2 separate regions of the Anser cygnoides genome follow, and region 1 is linked to region 2. The links are chromatin contacts, called in public Hi-C maps. All regions are on one chromosome and are shown on one strand. The core of a region is the stretch at or near the end of the contact, and the rest is flanking DNA. Distances in the headings are between cores, read along the strand shown. Region 1 overlaps UNC93A (unc-93 homolog A). Region 2 overlaps LOC106044595 (sulfotransferase 6B1-like).

The links. Hi-C and Micro-C count contacts between places; a contact is called where the count stands out from the background.
Region 1: a Hi-C map of liver shows a contact between it and region 2, with 3 times the contacts expected there. The contact joins two enhancer-like sites. A contact is called at or near these places in 2 of 7 Hi-C or Micro-C datasets (both in liver).

What each region holds. Positions count from the first base shown.
Region 1 is chr3:46,912,640-46,919,138 of Taihu_goose_T2T_genome, reverse strand. UNC93A (unc-93 homolog A) reads right to left here. Exons shown (of 9, transcript XM_048045931.2): 6 at 3,815-4,032; 7 at 2,549-2,684; 8 at 903-1,034. Among named protein-coding and RNA genes, the nearest start is that of TTLL2, 7.8 kb to the left of the region's middle. Within about 2 kb of position 3,263, at least 1 of the 3 cell types and tissues checked has open chromatin away from gene starts, as enhancers often do. A contact at or near this core is called in liver, where this site is marked.
Region 2 is chr3:46,286,651-46,293,715 of Taihu_goose_T2T_genome, reverse strand. It overlaps LOC106044595 (sulfotransferase 6B1-like), which reads left to right. Exons shown (of 10, transcript XM_013194697.3): 4 at 3,399-3,642; 5 at 5,057-5,193; 6 at 5,863-5,952; 7 at 6,598-6,724. The coding sequence starts at 3,441. Among named protein-coding and RNA genes, the nearest start is that of DACT2, 37 kb to the left of the region's middle. Within about 2 kb of position 4,090, at least 1 of the 3 cell types and tissues checked has open chromatin away from gene starts, as enhancers often do. A contact at or near this core is called in liver, where this site is marked.

The DNA.
Region 1 (6,499 bases), core at 2,014-4,513, 630 kb before region 2:
TTAGTAACCCCCAAGAGCATTTTCCCCTGAAATGATGTAATTCCAGCCTAAAACCGTTTACATTTTGGGACTTTTGTAAATCCTTTGTCAATGAATACCACAGTTCAATTATGTAATGTGTGAATAAAAGCATTTCCTTCATTTTTTATGAAGGCTGCTGCAGGATAACTTTATTTGTTAACACTTTCTCTGTTATTGAGTGAAATACTGAATAAATCATTTTTTTCTAACCACTTTTTCTATACTATTCATAACCTAACTGGCTGCTTTCCATACTTATCACTTGTCTGGGCTGAAGCATTCTAGTTTATTAGTCTTCCTTTATATGGAAGTCTCCCAAGGCTCTGCTCCTTTTTGTTGCCTTCTTGTACCTTATCACATTTGATTATGATTTTTAAATGGAACAAATCAGAACTGCATGAATGATGGATTTACATGGTTGCATAATATTGCTCTGTGTGGTTTTCTCCCTTTTTTTTTTTTTCGAATAACTCCTAACAGCCAATTTGCTGCTTCTTTTGTTGATGATCTTTGAGTTGATCTTTTTTTCAGTGCTCTCCTTTATTACAAAAGACAGACTAAATATATCATTTTTCTGAATTTTCTAATTTTCTGTGAAAAACTTGCACTCATCCAGAATATTTATTCTAAATATCTGTTATTATCTTCTGCAATGTTCTTCTGTCTTCATTTTGGAAAAAAAAATGTTTATTGAGTATTCTACTTTCTTATTCCTAACTTGTTCTTATTTCTTCAGGTCTCCAAAGAGCTAACGTATTTCTTTCAGATGTTGTCTTAGTCCCATCATAATTATTATGCACGTTCTAAACCAGATTGTTTATAAATACAAATGTGAATTTTTATATCTCAGGAGAATTCATTTCATTGTCACCAGGACTTACCATTAGTTTGTGTCTGCCAAATGGCATCAGATATGCCCCAAAGAGCAGGGAATATGAAGAACACAACAAGCTGGTTAGGATGAGGTTTCCACAGCAGTAGTGCTATTATGCAGGCAATGTTTGTAACTGTGGCTGTCAATTTAGAAAGAAAGAAGTGAAATATAAATGTTATTATAAGCAGGACAGATAGTGGTAGATGCGCTTTAAAATTCTACTCCCAACTAAAGCACAAGGCAATCTTAAAATCTTTCTGGTTCATTGAGATTTGCGCTGACTGGGTTGATATCACATGAAACACAAGACAATGCGATCCCTTTGCAGTCTTCAGTTAATAATTCTGAGCAGTGTCCTAAACTGAGATCCTGGAAGCTGGTGTGGCTTATATCCCAGAGGATGAGAACTGCCACTCAGCAGCAGAAGGGGCTGCTGAAAGCCCTGCAATCCAAATGCGATGCATGTGGCACGGGAGAGGAAGCACTGGTCGCCTCTCCTTAGGTAGCCCTTAAACACAGATTTTGTTTCAGGTCTAAAGGAGGCAATTAAGGATGTCTAGAGTGACTGCTGCCTTTCTGTCTTTCTTTTTAAAAGCAGCACGTAAATGAGTAACTGGCTGTTCTCTGTCACGGGCACACATTTAGAGTCTGAGTACAAAGACTATTAAACAGAACTGAGAGGTTAGAGGTCTTGCATTACTAATGCTATTTTTTTTTAATTTATTTTAATTTGCTTTTTTTTTTTTACATCTAAAATTAGTTTCACAGAATGAAATGCATGTAGAACAATCACTGAATAGTGACAGTAATATAAAGGACACTAAATTTCTTCTTCCTTGCCCAGGTTTAAAAATTCCTGTGGAGGTCTCTAATAATGTGGAAGTCTGTGTAATGGAAGTAAAGTATCAATACACCTCAGCGTAGATACTTCAGTGGATACTAGGACAGAAATTAAACATTTCTTGGTGTTCTTCTGCCTCCATTATTTCCTGTAACAGCATTCTCTGGAGATGGAGAGGTTCTTAAATATACAAATCTCTTCTCATGGCAATCTGAACATTGCTGTTCCATATACAGGCCCTCAAGTTATTTTAGCCTGACACGTTATCATATGACCCTTTCCTTTATTTTTCACCCTTTAGAACAAGCAGTGAAAAGTACACTAGGCCACTCTTTTAAATTTTTCCTAAAATTTCTAGATTGGTTATTGACAGTTCTTGGTTCACCACCCCCTGAGACTCAAATCAGCAGTGTATCCTACTAGGTTCTCGGTGGCTTTCGCTCCGTAAAGGTGAGGAAGTTTCACCCCAATGGAGAAGTCCTTCTCAGGTATAGTGTAGACCTCAACTTCTGCATTGTAAGATCATTTATCGCCGGTTGCATTAGAGCTATAAAGCATCAATTCTGAGCTCATCATTCTGAGTAGATAAAAGCAGGGTTAACTACACCAGCAAAGTGGTGTAAGGCAGTGACTTGAACACACTGGTTGGCTGTGCTGCTTCTCTTCTCATGAGTTAAGTTTTCCCCCCAACTGACTTTGGTTTTAACTGAGAGCTGACAGGGAGCTCTCCCTTTGTAGTGCACACAAAGGGGGGAGCACTGGATTTGATATTTTACATGAGGTGATCAGTCCTTCAAGTGACCTTTACATACCTAATGCAAAAAGGAGTTTTCTACCCGTGAACTGAGAGATCTTTCCAAAGAGCAGAGAGCAGAGGGAATTCACAGCTGAAAAGCAGATCATCACGTAACCAACATAGTGTATCCCCAGGGCACAGGTCACATATGTCTGCAAGAGAAGAGACAGTGGTGACACATTGGCTTCAGGGAAAATATGCAGCTAAGGTTCAAGGGTCTTAGCCTGTGTATTTAGTAAATAGCCAGCACAGACAAGGTCAAAGGAGCACAGCTACGGAGTTTGCTGACAGGTCTCTGGAGTACTGACATAGTTGGCCTTCAGCAGTGATATCCCTAACCCGGTTCCCAGTCAGACCTATGCTATGCAAACAGAGCAGTAACAAGCAGGGGAAAGCACTGGGGCACTGCTCACTATGCAAATAAAACTCCTGGCAGTGGCACTAGGAGTTTTCTGCCCTTTCCTTTGTACCTCAGGATCTGAAGATCAACAATCGGCACTATGATTATCACTGAGCACCTCCTGGGAAATGAGGAGGACCTCACCTGCAAGAGCATGCAGCCTCTGGACGTGGCCATGGAGTGCCCCTCTCAATGCATTCAAACACAGCAGCAGGTGCACTCTTCCATCTGCTTATATGCAAGGTTTGATAGCTTAAATTTCAAATAAGCAGCTCAGGAAGTTTGCCCCCTTTCTTTGGAGGCTTTCTCAACAAATGTGTGGAGAGCACACCTACTACGTGTCCAGGTTTGGAGAGGAATTGGAGGAGCAGAGGAGGTTTTGATCATTTCGATGTCAGGGTTTGGACATGCTGCACTAGCGACTGGTAAGGGCTTTCAGCCAGCAATGTTGATGGCTTGCCCTCATACTGTAAAGGTTCATAAAATAAAATATGTGGTATGTGTGCTGACTTGCACTTACAGAAACTCTAGGGAAACCAGAAGGAAGGAAGATACAAAAGCTTTGCAGACTTCTGGCTTTTCTCCCAGTTTGTTATTTACAACAAGCCAAAGAGTTTGAACCTGTAGCTCTCTTCTGTGGCCTCCACTGATGAGTTAAGCTCTCCTCTGTGCTCTTTTTAAGGCTGTTCCAAGGGACATGTTTACGGCTGGCCTATTCTGTTTGAAGATGTCAAGAGTCACTCAAGTAGAAGTAAGAGTAACTAGGCACAAATCACCATTGAGAACATCTTCAAACAAGTAAATATAGATCAGATGCAACAGTAAGTCACAAAGGCAAAAAAAAACAATCAGACAGAAATAGATTTGCATTGTCATCCACACCTTTGTGTAGTCACCAGCAAGAAATCCCTGTTCAAGCCCACTGTACACTGTCAGAGGGATTAGAAGGCATTGTCTTTTATCTTTAAGGTGCTGGAAAGTTGCTAGGAACGTAGACCAAAGGGATGGTGTCTTTTGTATTTCTTTCTCAGTCTCTGCTTGGTCAGATTTGATCTGGTCCAGAAATATAACAATCAGCAACACAGCTAGCACACCACTAGCTGCAAAAACAAAACAAAAAGTTCATGAAAAAAATGAGGAACGCTGGAAGAAGGATGGGAAATCGCTTGTTGCTGTTATTGTTCTGACTTAGTGCTTAGCTCTCTATGGGATGTTTTGGCAGATGAATATGATTCCGCTTCAGTGTAAAGGCCATTTCTGTGTAAACAAGGAGGCCTGATCTACATTTGCATCTTCAGCATACAGCTGTGCACCTCGCAAATCCCCTCTGCTTAGCTGTGACTCGCCTGTTGTGACAGCCGCCAGGCCAGCTGCACGGCCACTGAGGGTGATGGCTCACCCTTCCAGGGCAGGCCAGGGGTCGCGGGGCTGGGGAGCTGGCCAGAAAGAGCTCCCTTTGGATCTATCAAAAGGCTTTAAATCAACACAAGCAAGGAATATTCACTTTCAGTGCCAAGGCATTCATGGTTGGGGGCGGATCTTCCTTCAACTACACGGAAAGAAAAATAAAGCACTAGGAGTAGAACCGCTGCCTTGGATCCCAGTACATGTAGCCCTTTTATTTGGTTAGCTATTTGGTCAGCTCTGAGCATGACTTTGAGTACAGAATATGTGCTGTTTTAAAGATGACAGTGAACAGCTGTGGGTGACTTGAAGAAGACACAGGTTACAGCTTTGAACCTATAATTTCCTAGCAGAAGCAGCATATAAAAGAATACATAGCGTAGTTAATTAAAAAATGATTGTGTATGTATCAGTCTACATTTGTTGCCTGTGGAGTGAATCAATACGATTTTGCTCATGTTATCAGGAAGATAATTGTAGCTAATAATATACACGAAGCCACAGACTGGCAACTGATTGCTTTATGACAGATACAAGGCATGACTGTGTTTCCTCTCTTACTGATGTAGCTTAGAAATCCATCCATGCAAACAAGTGGAGTTAGAGAATAAGAGGAGAACCAGGCCCCTCTTCTCATCCACGTGGCTTGTTTAATGTCCTCCTATGTTACTATATTTGTGCTACTTTCTGACGACTTTTACTGTCCAAATACATTAGCAGATTTATATTAAATTGCCTCAATTTCTAATTGTTTATTATTTCTCACCAATGTCTTCTAGAATGAAAATATATTCTCCAGCGTACTGTTTCTCCACTGTGGCTGGACTGTAAACCATTAAGAGGTGTGTATTCTGCCAGGGTGTTCATTAGTGTGTATGGGCTGATGGCAGGACTTAAATGGATGAGAGCAGGACGTGCACATTTACAGAACAAATATTCTAACAAATATGTCAAATGAACCAAGAGCGACTACAGGAGATAAGTAACTGCATGGCTTAATAGTGATTGGTATGAACATAAATAGAAACATGCACAAAATAAACAACAGGAGACTTACCCATTATTGGCTCTACCCAAGCTGGCAAAATACGTATTCAGCAACCAAACAGGGGAGATGTTTTAAAAATGTCTCTAAATGAAATATCTAGCTATATGGCTTTTCTTGAGGTAGGAAAAGACGTATCTTTTATTAAAAGCTTAAAAGAAAAATGAAACCCTACTGACGCAAGGTCAGTAGACAGCGGGGTTGCATTCATTTTGCATGAGCAAAGCCTAAGGGAGTGCTGTGTATGTTAGTCGTCAAATTTAAATTTGAACTTGCGAGCCAAACCTGCCTTTAACAGAAAGGCATCAGCTCCAGCACACTCTGTAAGGGAAATTGGGGAATACTCTTTGCGTTTTCTCACCGATAAGGAATGGAGGCTTGGGAAGGAGAGAGGATTTGCTGTGATGGACTCGCCTGGTGAGTGCTGGCTCTGACTGGGTTGCATACGCTCTGTGTGAGCATATGACAAATGCTATCCATCTGTCCCAGAATAGCGAGCATATATGTGTGCAGAGACTGTGAAGATATTTTAACAGAGGTAAGGTGACATATTGCCTTGCTAGATACTTCCCCGTTATCTAGAGATGAACCTGTTCTGAGCCAGATGCATTTTGAACTTCCTTCATTGCTACAAGATGTCACTGTATGAATCTTTACATATCTATTTTTGTCATTCCAGTTTTTGATGGCATCAACCTTCCCTGTCTTTGATTTCTTTCTAGCCTTATGCAAGGAAGGTCTATTGGAGCTGTCGTTACTAAATGAGAGACGTGCCAATTCGCCTAGCGCTGCTTTTTATCTTCGCCTTTCGCACAAATGTATTATAATTCAAGCATCACAGCTGAGAATTGACTGAAGCTGTAAAATCTCAGCAGGGATCCAAAAGCCTCCCCCCTAAATGACTGAATGTTCTGGGAGCCATGGTACAGATCCACCTCTAATTACAGTACAGTCCTATGGGGGTCACCATACCGGGCTACAGCTTTACTCCAGGTGAAAAGTGGCTTGCTCCTTTAGGCAAAAACGATGTGGCACCGGTACACAGCATTTGAAACTCTTCAGGAAGGAGTTGTTTACAGCTCTCACATATCATATTTCTTTTTAGCAAACTGGGTTGA
Region 2 (7,065 bases), core at 2,841-5,340:
ACGCTCATGCACCCACACTTGCTCCAGGTGCATAAAGGCTCTGAGCCCTGGTCCCACCTCAGGGACTGGCACTTGGTGCCACTTGGGTCTCCCCAGTTGCTGGCACCCATGCACATGGGCGCTCTGGCTCGTGGTCCCAGCCCACTTAATTCAGATGCACTCAATCCAGATGCTGGCGCTCAGACACAGATGACCTCCCACACAGGGTCTGACCCCTACTGCTGGCACTCAGACTGCCCTACACACACGTACACATTTAATAGAGTCCCTTGCCCAGGCAAAAAGATGGAAAGGAAATTAATGAGAAAATAGGACAGTCTGTGATGATCGGGCGCAGAGCAAAGCAAACAAGCATTCCGACCAGCCAACAATTTATATGTAGCTGGTCCTTTTTTATCCCTTATCCCTCTATTTTCCCTCACTGTTCCTCCCCAAATTGCCTAAATCCCTCCCTTTCCATATCTTTGGTCCTTCTCATAAACATCCCCTGATGAATCCTGTCCAATGATGAAACCTTCCCTCACAATACTTAACGTGCCTATGTCCCCGGACAGCAGCCCACCCAGCACCAGCTGAGCCCTGGACTTGGACTGCCTTTGTGTGCTTCTCTGTGCTTGTGGTGGTGATGAGCTGATGGCTGCTGTCACGGCCCTGGGAGTAGCTGGGCAGGGCATTATTTGGGCTCCCCACCCCTGCCCGCCATTGTCTCTGTGCTCCTTTGTGGGCATGCAGACAAGCTTTTACCACATAACCTAACACATCCTACCACCCCAGTTGCTGTTTGAAGACTTTGACTGCCCTCAGATCTGGCACACACTGGATTATTCAAATGAAAAAAATGACACAAATGGTGTTTCCATTGTAAAGCTAATTCTACTTGGGGCCCAAATTTTCTTGGACTGATTTGTAGGATCCCAGGAAACATCCCCCTCTTGAGCCCTTGATTTTTTTTTTTTTTTTGTCACATCGATGGTCAGAAGGAGTTTAGGGGGGTACCTTCATAAGTGGACCAAGAGCCATTTTAGTTCATTTTGGAAGGCTGATTTATTGAAGCCTTTTCCAGAGTCTGAGTGAGATACATGCAGACCACAGGAACAGTTATGGAAACCCACCTCTTCTCACCTACCAACTGAGAGCACAATCCCTTAAGTTTTGAGGGTATGTTTGGGGATTGTTTTGTTGCTTCATTTAACAGGGAATAGCTCTGCACAAGCAGATCAGTTCATTGGGTAATTGTCAGCTGGCAGAGTCCTGTAGCTGTCACAGCAAAGCTCACCAGACTCTTTCTGCAAAGCTCCACAATCAGGAAGGACCAAGTCTGATATCTATGGGAAGTCAGAAACCTTTAGAGGCACAGTGGTGGTTTGAACAACAAACACCATTAATCTGGAGATTACCAAATCCTTTAATCTGTTTTTAATCTCCGTGTTTTTAAAGCTGCTTTTTAGAAACTTTAAACCAACTAATGTTTTCCATCAGTCTCCTGTTTCAGCATTTGGCAGGATCAGAGTCTTTCTTATGCAACACGTACCATGTGAGGTTCATTCCCCCTCTCCCAGCTACGGTGTCGTGGCAGATGGCTGTATCAAAGGCTCACGTTACGAAATCTTGATCCTTTTTTTTTTTTTTTTTTCACCCAAGAAATTTAATTCCCCTCCAAATCCCTCCTTATGACTTATGTCTTCTTGTCTTCTAATTGGTTTTTCTTCAGTAATACTGCCTTTTTTTTTTTTTTTGTATGTGTGTGTGTGTGTGTTCAGTTCCTAATCGTAATCATAATACATGCCTCCAATGAATGCAATGAATGCCCTGACTGCCTTTTCTGGCAAATATACATGAGAAATCCAATGGTTTTTCACTCTCAAAATTGCTCCGGACTATTCTGTGAAGATTGAAGTATGGGAACGAAGTATGTGCTTCTATTATGAAAACCCCAGCTAAAGGAAAAAAAAATAAGGCAAGCTGTTTTATGTTTTGCTAGAATAGCTGGTTACACGTTAAGAATCAGCAAAGATGCTATTTCATTGTACAGTAATTTCTAGCTAATGTAAGTGAAGCAATGCAGATGGTGCCAACTGGATGTGCATTGATGCGAGCTCTGATTCAGGAAATGGACTGAGCAGGAGTCACGAGGTGTCCACTTGGTTCAGCTGATGCCTGCTCACAGGTAGTTTTTATATACTGATAAAGTTTTATAGAAAATAAGAGATGAAGGTAAAAGCAAAAGATTTCCATAGACTGAACAATATTTGCATCAAAATGCAAGAGCTGTAGGGCCAGGTGATCCTGTGAGTGCTGCAGGGTGCCTCAATGCCAGGTTGTGAATTCCCCAGGGCAAGCAACTGACAGAAGCATACAGGTGTGCCATTGGTGGCCCTCCTGCTACAGCAGCCCAACAGGCAGCATTCAAAGATAGGAAAGAATGGTATTTAGACACTTGGCACAATTTTTATTTTTTTAATTTTTTAATTTTTTATTTTTTTTTGGGGGGGGGCAGGGAGGGAGGATCTATTTTCTGCTTCCTCTCTGCCTTGTGATCCATCCTCTTGTCAAAGATGTTAATGTTAAACTTGGGCATTACTTTAATTTTTGTACTGAGATTGGTGCAGTCTGAAGTTCATCAATTAAAGTCCATTATAAATAATAATCATTATAACTGAGGCTACATTTTTACTAAGTCAGTGATCATTGATCAGTTATTAAAAAATGATTGAGCTCATTAAGGAAAGAACATGTAAAAGTAGTCATTTTCATGTAACCACCAGAAAGCCAGACCTCTCTATTGCAATCCAAACGGAGAAGAACAATGGTCAAAGAGTGTGTTGGTCCTTCTGCCCTCCTGTGCACCAGCTGGAGGGAGCAGTTGGCCACCATCACAGGACAGTCGCTAATGCAGCAAACACTCTCCCAATCCCAGTGCATTTTATCTCACTTTTGTGGGGAAAAAAAAAAAAAAGAGTTATATAAGAAAATATCCCAGCAGAATGAATGCTGAAAAGAGCAGAACGGCCACAAGGAATGTGCTTATGCCAGTCAAACCCTAGCCTGTAATTCATGTCCTTCTTCTATCTCGATGTACTTTGTTTATAAACTCTGCTGTAATTATTTGCATATTTTTGGCATATGATGTTTTTTGAGTTAGATAAAACCTTTAACCCAGGATGCAATTACATTTGCTTGTTTTTCTTGTTCTGTTACATCTATGTTCTGTTGATATCAAAGGGTTCAAGTGACTTAAGGTCTTTGTCTGCGGTTAAGTTTTTTTTTTTTTTTTCCAGTTTCAAAAAGAGTAGTTAATTATTGCTTACAAGGTCCACCCCCCCACACCCTCTCCTTGCCAAAACCCCCCAAATTAAAGCCCTGTTAAAAGGCACACTCTGGTTCTCTTTCCATTGTAGCATTTCTCACTGTGACGGAGCCTGTGTGTGAGGCAGAGAAGAATGGAAAAGCCCAGGAAGAAATTTATTGATGTGGTACATAAGGCAATGGCTGCTGCTAACACAATGAATCGTGATGAACTGCTTTTTTCTTACAAGGGGATTCTCTACCCTGTTACTGTTTGCAGTCTTGAAGTGTTTAAAGCTATGGAGTCCCTTGAAGCCAGAAGTGATGATGTCATTTTGGCAGGATACCCTAAATCTGGTGAATATAGTTTGCTTTCTTTGTAAATGATTTTATGTGATATCAAATAAGTAGGTTCTATTTACAATTTTTAGAGGAAAAAAAAAAGTAGAACTTTTTTTTTTTAAAAAAAAACACAACAAAGCTAATTATGAGGACATTATATAGGAATTTTGCAAATGACTGAGAAAGACATCTGATTTTTCTTAGCTATAAAAGCTAAAAAGCATGTAAAGCTTTTGTTATCTTTAATTTTTGTAGTTATGAATTTGTATGCACAAACTGAAAAGAATAAAAATGTAATTCTCAAACTGGAGGCAATTAGATTTCCTAGTATTGCAGGATCTGCTCTTGCAGTTATGTTTGTAAAGATAGTAGCTTTGTGTTTCTACATAGAATGAACCCATTGGTGCCTTCACATGCAGTGCTGCATATTCTTTTTTTTTTTCTCATAAATTTCTAGAATATCTAAAATCCATGACTACCAAAAATGATTTTGCAACGCTTGACAGTGGTCACATGGATTTTTATTGGGAGATCAAGAGGAGTTCTTTTCTGGGGTTGCTAGTTTACCCTACATCTTTGCTGCTTCTCCCTGAAAACACTCTACGCTGGCTTTTGGATGTGTTACATATCCATTTTAATATAGCTATTTTTCTCCTTCGGCAATAGGATTCACAGTGCCTTACAGCAGATAGCCACAGTTGGCAGGTTTATAAAGTTTTTGCTATTTTTTTAGCATGTTTTCTGTTTGAAGAAATGTTATACGCTAAAATGCAGTTCTTAAACTCTAATGACAAAGATGTAGGAACCCAGTGTCCACAGGTCAGGAAATGGTAAACTAAACACAAGACTTCTCTACAGGTTCTCTTTACATTGCGAAAAAATATATCACACATATATATATATGAAATATTTCAGACATTTTTTTAGATACTACATTACATATTGGTAAAAAAACGAGCATACACAGCACAATTTTGGGGTCTAGTACTGCAACTATGCTAAAGTTCTGTGACCTGTCCTTCCACCCAAGATAATCCTGTGCAGCACATCAGAAAACATATGTAATATACTAGGTTTTGAGCTACAGGTTTACCACCCCTATTCCCACTTGTAACAATTAAAAATTATTACATTAGTGCATGTTTGCATATTTGAATCAGTGGTTCTTCTCCCTTATTAGTTATTTTACAATTTACAAGTTAATTTATGATGCATTTAGCCATCTAAGTTGGAGAAGTGTAACCTTCAGGGGGGCAAAGGTAGGGCCCTGAGAGGTGATTATCCAGACAGTCAGCTGTGATACTGTATCACATGAAAGAAGACCAGGCAACTCACCTGGTAGTACTGCCTACCTCCTGTCTGCTGGCAGATCCACTTCTGCTTTTTTTCTCCAGGCTTTACAAGCAATTCTGTATTTTTCCCCTTTCAGGTACAAACTGGGTAGGTCAGATCTTAAGTGATCTGGTAGCCACATTTGAAAAGAAAACGCAGGATGAAGAAAGTGTTAATGATGAAGACCTAGAAGAATTCCCCTACCTTGAAGTTGGAGATACTGGGAAATACGAGGTGGGCACAGAATACTTATTAAAGTTGTAAAAATTTGGTGCTTAAAACACTGAATATATGCCATGTGAAATACTCCACTCTTTGATAAGAACTCTTCCATGTCTCTGTAGGCTGCATCTGGCCAGGTTGAAACTCATTTACGTTGCCAAATGCTGAGGGATAAAGGGACACTCTACAGGGCTTGGGAGGAGCACATACTCATTAGAAATACAAGCACTACGGAAATTCGGTGTAGCATTTTCTGTATTTATGAAGAGTTTCATGAAAAGTTAAATATTGAAAGAATGACTTTTGTCTTTTCTACCACCTCTTCTTTATCCCCCCTTCTCTCTTGGGATCATTCAGCTTTCCCATGCTCCCAGTTAGATTCTGGATATTACCTTTCAGTTTCATACCTTGTCTAGCAGAACATATTAAATTCATTATCACTAAAGAGAATTAGTAATGGCTAATCCTCCTTCCAAATGTTCATTCTCAGGGCCTTTTGAAGATTATTGCTACTCAGGGCAGTCTGCTAAGATCCCAGGATAACACTCATAAAGCATAAGTGCGTCTGATCAGCCAAAAACTGTTGATAAATTTAGCGAAGTAATATTTTATCACAGGAGAATGGAACAATACTTGTAGTAATTGAAATGTCTACTTTCCTCCTTCCAATTCTTAATAAAGCGAATGAACAAGTTACCTTCTCGAAGAGTTATATTTACTCATCTCCTTCCTGACAATCTTCCAAGGTCTATCTTCAAAAATAAAGCCAAGGTGAGTGATGATTTGAATGTTTTGTAAGCAAACACTCCTACAAATGCTTTTGAAAGCCAATCTAGTGCTTTTAGGCCAAATTTCAAAATCATTCTTATACTTACATAGTGTTTAGCTTGGCCATTTTTACTTGACTAATAGCTACCATTTATCTCAGTAAGTCTCAGTTCATCTTTACTGACACATTTGTTTCAGTATCCACAAGGCAGATGTGGGGGAAAACAAACCCTCCAGCAGTAAAAAAATGTATTTGTACACAACTTCCTATGGAAGGCTTTCCACAATGTTGTCACAAATGTGTTAAGTTCTGGAGAGAATTTGTGTTTGTGTGATTTTTTCCTCACTATCTAAATGATGAATAATACTCGCATTGAGCAAATCATACTTAAATTCTGCATAATTAATTTGATTAATCTGGAAAAGATATTTTGATAACTATAGGCAATCATATTCACAAGGTACTGAAGTGAAGCAAAATGCTTCACTTACTGGATTTAGGAAAAAAATGTTACTACTGCAAATAGTGTATGACATACTAGAAATTCCCCAGACTGTAATTCTAAAGAAGACTATTGTTTTTTTTTTTTTCTTCATACTATGGTTTGTTATTTTTCACTGCAGAAATAAAATACTTTTATTTTGTAGATATTGCTGTTGATTCGCAATCCAAAAGATGTGGCTACATCTTTTTATCATTTTTCCAATGGCATGTCTGTTCTTCCCTCCTATGAGACCTGGGACGATTTCTTCATAGCTTTCATGACAGAGAAAAGTACTGTATACTCTTTTATGTTAATTATTCAATGTTTTGACTTTGTCTAAAAACCTTGCATTTTGTAAATCAGATTCACTTGCATTTTTTTAGTTTACAGCAAACAGAGCAGGGATTAAGGAAAGAAAGTGAGAAATCTGAAGTGAATTTTACAGTATTTGTCTTACTGACTGAAGACAGATATTCATCAGAACTGCACTTACACAAACTGCTTTAACTTGCACAAACTGTCATTTTTGCTGGAAGAAGCAGTTCCTCCTTATCTCGCTCTTGGATACCCTTCACCTCTCCCTTCCACTGTCCATTATCTTGTGCTCACACAGACATCTGAACACCAACTT